2 separate regions of the Capra hircus genome follow, and region 1 is linked to region 2. The links are chromatin contacts, called in public Hi-C maps. All regions are on one chromosome and are shown on one strand. Each heading gives the region's core, a stretch centred on a gene start, on an enhancer-like site or on the middle of the called end of the contact. The rest is flanking DNA. Distances are from core to core; before and after follow the strand shown.

Evidence for each region. Hi-C and Micro-C count contacts between places; a contact is called where the count stands out from the background.
Region 1: a Hi-C map of blood shows a contact between it and region 2, with 4 times the contacts expected there. The contact joins the enhancer-like site here to the promoter of NIPBL in region 2. A contact is called at or near these places in 3 of 5 Hi-C or Micro-C datasets (all in blood).

What each region holds. Positions count from the first base shown.
Region 1 is chr20:37,463,234-37,465,933 of ARS1.2, forward strand. No RefSeq gene overlaps it. Among named protein-coding and RNA genes, the nearest start is that of NIPBL, 120 kb to the left of the region's middle. Within about 2 kb of position 1,363, at least 1 of the 5 cell types and tissues checked has an H3K27ac peak or open chromatin away from gene starts, as enhancers often do.
Region 2 is chr20:37,339,995-37,342,921 of ARS1.2, forward strand. It overlaps NIPBL (nipped-B-like protein), which reads right to left and starts at 1,442. Exons shown (of 47, transcript XM_018065528.1): 1 at 961-1,442.

The sequences.
Region 1 (2,700 bases), core at 113-2,612, 120 kb after region 2:
GGAGCTTACTCAAACTCATGTCCATTGAGTTGGTAATGCCATCCAACCATCTCATCCTCTGTTGTCCCCTTCTCCTGCCTTTAATCTTTCCCAGAATCAGGGTCTTCGCATCCGTTCTTCGCATCAGGTGGCCAGAGTATTGGAGTTTCAGCTTCAGCATCAGTCCTTCCAATGAATATTCAGGACTGATTTCTTTTAGGATGGACTGGTTGGATCTCTTTGCAGTCCATGGGACTCTTGAAAGAGTTGAATGTAAATAAAAGAAGTATTTTAAAATATTTTTAAAAGAAGAGGAGATTAGGACAAAGACACACATCGAAGAAAGACCATGTAAAGACACTGGGAGGAGACAGTCATCTGTGAGCCAAGGAAAGAGGCCTTAGGAAAAAACAACCCTGTAGACACCTTGATCTCAGATTCCTTGCCTCCAGAATGATGAGAAATCATGAGAAAATAAAATTCTGTTGTCTTAAGTCACCTAGTCTACGGTACCTCGTCATGGCAGCCCTTTTGAAAGAATGCACATAGCCCAAGGACACAACATAAACCGATCTGAATCAAATGAGTCCAAGATGCAGACAAGTCAACTTTGACTAGACCTTGATCCTCAATCAGCAAGCTAAATGAGACACTCAGAAGCTCCATGACAGTTCCAAGCCACCGTCAGAAGACCAAAAAATGGGCGGTGGCCCAATTCCTGGAAATCTCTACCCTTTTCCCAAAATAGCTGGAATAATCTTCCCACTCATTAGCCTGTGAAATTACCCAGCCCCTAAAAACTAACCACACCACATTTTGAGGCTGCTGCACCCACCCTCTGCGATGGCTCACCGTCTGTCTGTGGAGTGTGTTTCTCTCTGAATAAATCCACTTCTTACCTATCACTTCGTCTCTCACCGGATTCTTTCTGAGATGAGACATCAAGATCCTGAACTTCATTAGGTCCTGAAACCAACTGGTCTCTCATCTCAGTTGGAAGACTGTGGTTTCTGCTGGGTTCGAGTCCCATACACATGGATTATAGTCCCAATCTGAGATAAAGGGTTGCACAGGAACCAGTGTCCTGGTATGACTACCCCATCTGAGGGCACCCCATCTGCCAGTATATCCCCTCCTGCTTACATTTTGCCAGCTCTGTTTCCCAGCCACTCATTCTCTGTATATGCTGTGGGTGGTATTGAGTAGTTATCAGCAATGTTGTTCCCTGTGAACTGAAAATAAGGTTATTCTTCCCTGATAACAGTGCTCTGTATCTCAAGAGGCCCCCCACTCCCCCCACCACAGCGGTCACTCTGGCGTCCAGAGCACGTCTTGTGGGAGATCACGCCTTTCTCAGCACCCGGCTCACAGCTGTCGGAGGACTGTTCAGCCACCTGTTCGTAAGGCTGTCTCTGGCAATGGATTCCTGCCTGTGCCTTCCTTTGAAAGTATACTCAGAACAGAAAGAAATGTGTCCTTCCTCATTAATGAGAGCAGGAAGTGAGATTTCACCGTACTTATAATTCATGAGATTTTTTTTTTTTTTTTTCAGTGTTGATTCTGAATCTCAGCCCTGCTGTTCAAAACACAAAATAAAGTGCTAGGAGTGTAGAAGACCAAGTCAGGGCTTACAAAGTAGCCCTCAGAGGAAGCAAACAGAGAGATATTTTTGCACAACCACCTACGAAGAGCTTATCTAGGAAAGGGTCGAATAGCTAGTGCTCAGAAAGCTCCTGTTAGCTCAGCTGGATTGATTCCAAGTCCTGACTCGTAGACTTCTGTGACAGTGAAATATTCAGACCAGGACCATGTCCTTGGTGACTTCTGTGTTCATTAAAGCTGGCCTTTATGATGGATTGAAGCCGTTATTATGAGGAAGGTGCTGATGAACTGTTCTCCATCTTCTCAGGGGACAGAATGAGAGCAAGTGGGCTGAAGGTATAGCCATGAGAGTCGTCAGAAATAGCCTGATTCTCAGGCCCCTTTAAAGCCTGCCTAGGTGATGCGACTGAAGCGGCTTAGCAGCAGCAGCAGCAGCAGCAGCAGGTTGCACTTTAGCTCCCTCCTCTGGGATTCCTGGGTACTACCCTGCACGTCCCACGGTTGTTCCACTGACTGTCACTAATACATTGTGGAGTTACATGTTTATGTGCCTGTTCCTACCAGCAGACTGTGAACTCCCAAGGGGCATGACTTCATCTGTCTTTGTTCCTCTGCCTGCGCCTGTAGCTGACACTGGGTGAGCCCTCCGTGGAGGTGAATGAATGGCTATCTCTTTGTCCTTTGAAAATTACTTAGCGTCCTGGAAATTCTGTTTGTGTGTATATATGTGTGTGTGTGTGTGTGTGTGTGTGTGTGTGTGAGAGAGAGAGAGAGAGAGAGAGAGAGAGACAGAGACAGAGACAGAGACAGAGACAGAGAGAGAGAGAAGGTGGGAAAGACCATGAATAAATGACTCTCAGAAATGACTCTGATGACTTCATTCCTCTGGATTTCAAATAAGTATGTGAAGAGCACTGCAAATCCAGCATATATTGATGGGTAAGACATAATTATCGACTAATCAACTAACAGAGGGCTGGCAAATAGGTATTTGTCAGTGAGAGAGAGGGTGACTGGAAGAGGTAGCTGTGTACTTGATGGTCAGTATAGCGGCCATTTATGGGCTCCTTCTAATGTGTCAGGTGTTTTGTTCATGCTGTTTCGTTTGATTCTCACGTA
Region 2 (2,927 bases), core at 192-2,691:
GTCCTTTTAAAGAAAAGTGGATGTACTTATATCTCACCGCAATTCTCAGAATATTTAAAAACCTTTTTAAGCTTCTACACGTTTAGATCAGGAAGTACCTGAGTGTTTCACGTATAATCAGTTAAAACTGTCCTTATATAACGCACACAAATATAAAGAGGCAGGGTAAACCTGTCAAGTACTTTATACTTGTCTCTGAATAAAAAGTCCATGTGCAACACACTGTCAAACAACAACATAAAAGCGCTTTGCGTGGGTGGGGGGGTCATATGCAGTGTCTACTATACTATGGTTTTCTGTATTAAATATTCATGTGGACGATTTAATTCTCCTTAAAAAGAAAATGAGTCTTTATTAACTTTCCAACGTCCAAACAAGTTTTACACAGGAAAAGAATTACCACTGGATCCGTGTCTGAGTATTTACATTTGTCTCACTAACTGAAACTACTTCCTCCCTTCATGGGGTCACAGGGGGAAGAAGGGGGGTTGTTTGTTTCACTGGGACGTTCCCCACTCCCGGACCAGGAAAGTTGTAAATATGGGGACGGAGAGGGCACATTTGCTGTTAGTTGTATTGTTTCCGCCTCCTCACTAGCTACAGCTCTTCTCCCGGGCGAGGCCTGTCACCGACCAGCAGTAGCTCCGCTCAGCCCGGAGCTCTCCTAATCCCCGAGCTCAAGTAGATTCCGCTGGCCCGCGGCCTGCACTCTCCGCCGGGCCTACGCCTCCCCGGCCGCCCGGCAGGAGCCCAGTCCCCGCCACCGGAGCCGGCCGGGAGAGGGTACAAAACCACCGCCACCCAGGGCGGCTGCCACCAGAGAGGAGCGAACTCTAGACTCGCCCGTGGAGGAGACCTGGGGCCGCTAAGGAAACGGCGGGGAGGGGAGCGAGGAGGAGAGACGCTGAGGACCTGGCGCCGCCGCCGCCGCCGCCGCCGAAATAAAGAGCAGGAATTTACCTGGGCGAATCGGCGTCTGAATCCAAGGGGAGGCCGAGGCCGCTGTGGCGAGAGACTATAATCCGGGCCGGGAGGGGGGGTGGCTACGGCTCCTCTTCCGTCTCCTCAGTGCGGGGAACATGTAGAGCCGGGGGGAGACCAGCCGAGAAGACAAATCGCTGCTTCTTCTTCCTCCTCCTCCTCCTTCTCCCACATAGAAACACTCACAAACACCCGACCAGGGGCCCGAGCTACCGGGGGGGCATCGCCGCCGGCCCGGGAACCAATCCTCCAGTCGGCGGGGGCGTCCCTCCCTGCGGCTTGGTGGTGTCGGGTGAGTCGGTACCGACGGAGGGAGGGGGGGGAGGGCGGGGGGGGAAGGAGCCCTGTGTGTGTCTCTCTCTCGTTCCGTCTCTCCCTCTCAGAACAAAATGCCGACCGGAAGTGCAGCTGCAGGAATGACTCCCTCCGCCGGCGCCAAACACTAACAACCACCCCCTCTTCCCCACTCCACTTCCGCCACCGCCGCGCCGCCGCCGCCACTTGGGCTCGCGTCTTCGGCCGCGCCGCACTGCACAGCCGGCGCCGCTCAGCTCCGCACCGCACCCGGGGCCCGGAGGCGGCCAGCAGCGAGGCGGCGGGGGCCTCTCCTCCGCGCCCTTCTCGTCGGGGCGGCTGTGGACGTTGCCTTTTAGTGTCGATCCTGCGGAGCGGCGTTTTCGCTGTGGCACGAGCGGGCCGGGTCTTCCTGGTCTTTATTTTCCTGGAGGCCGGCCGGAACGGGGCCTGAGCCTCGGTGGTGGTCGTATGCGTGGGTGGCGCTCAGGCCGGGACCGGCTCGCAGGCCACGCACGCCGCCCCAGCTGTTCGTCATTAGCTCTCGGGAGCCGAGCTCGGGGCGGCCACGTAGAGGACGCCCGCGATCGGACGGCGACCGAGCATTTTTTAAATGGTGTCCCTGCAGCCGGGTGGATGGATGTATCGTATTGTACACTCTTCTCTCTTTTTGAGAGGCCGGACTTTACTCCCGTCTCTGCATTATTTCTGCGGAGTAAGGACGCAACCCTTGAAGGAGGCGAAGATTCTCAGCTGGATTGAATTGGAATCGTGTTTGTAATGCATTTATTTCTGGAAATATGTGGTCTTTTCTGGGCTCGCTTTTTGTTGACGGTGGTTTTGGCTCTTGCCTAGCAGTCGGGATAAAGGCCTGTAGGCGACGCTGTTCGAGCGAGGAGCCGGCCCGCGGTGGGCCCGGAGCGCGCCCCATTCTAGGTGTGGGTGGAGCCGAGCGCGCGGGGAGAGCCGGCGGACTGCGGGCCGGGCCGATTTCAGACATCGTTTTCCTCTTTACGCTCGAAACAGAGGTCCTGACCAAGGCTGGAGTACAGATGCGATTCTGTGTACAGTACCGAGCCTTCTGTAGTCTCTTACTGAAACACCTGAAATAACTTTATCATACAGTTCACTATTAAGTTTACTATTTACTTCTGTAAATATAGAGGGTGCTATTCTTCAGGTAAAAGTGCCTAGGTAAGCGGATTTTATTCAAATGGGACGAAATTTGTGTTATATTATCGTGAGTTTACTTAAGTTGTATGTGAACTGTATTTGTCTGTGTACCAGTACGCTGAAAGTTAAACAGGCAAATTTGCCCGCGGGCCATTCCTTTTGCTTCAGAGATCGCTACAAGGACTAAATCAGATCTTACGCGTCTCTCGAGCCGGCATTTGCTTAGCCGGGAGTAAAAGCCGAAGCCTTGACCACGGCCTGAAGGCGCTGCGCGCGGTGGGGCGCGGGGAGTCGCCTTGGTTGCGGAGCCAGCAGGGTGTCTGCTCCGCCTTCTGCCAGGCTCCTTCCACGAGTGCCACAGAGTTTCTCTCTTACTTTCAGGGTTTTGCTCGGCTGTCTCCTCGGGGTTCTGTGGCCTCTCTTTAAACTGGACGTTCCCGATTCCCTCCTCATTTTTATCCTGCAGGCATTCTACTTAT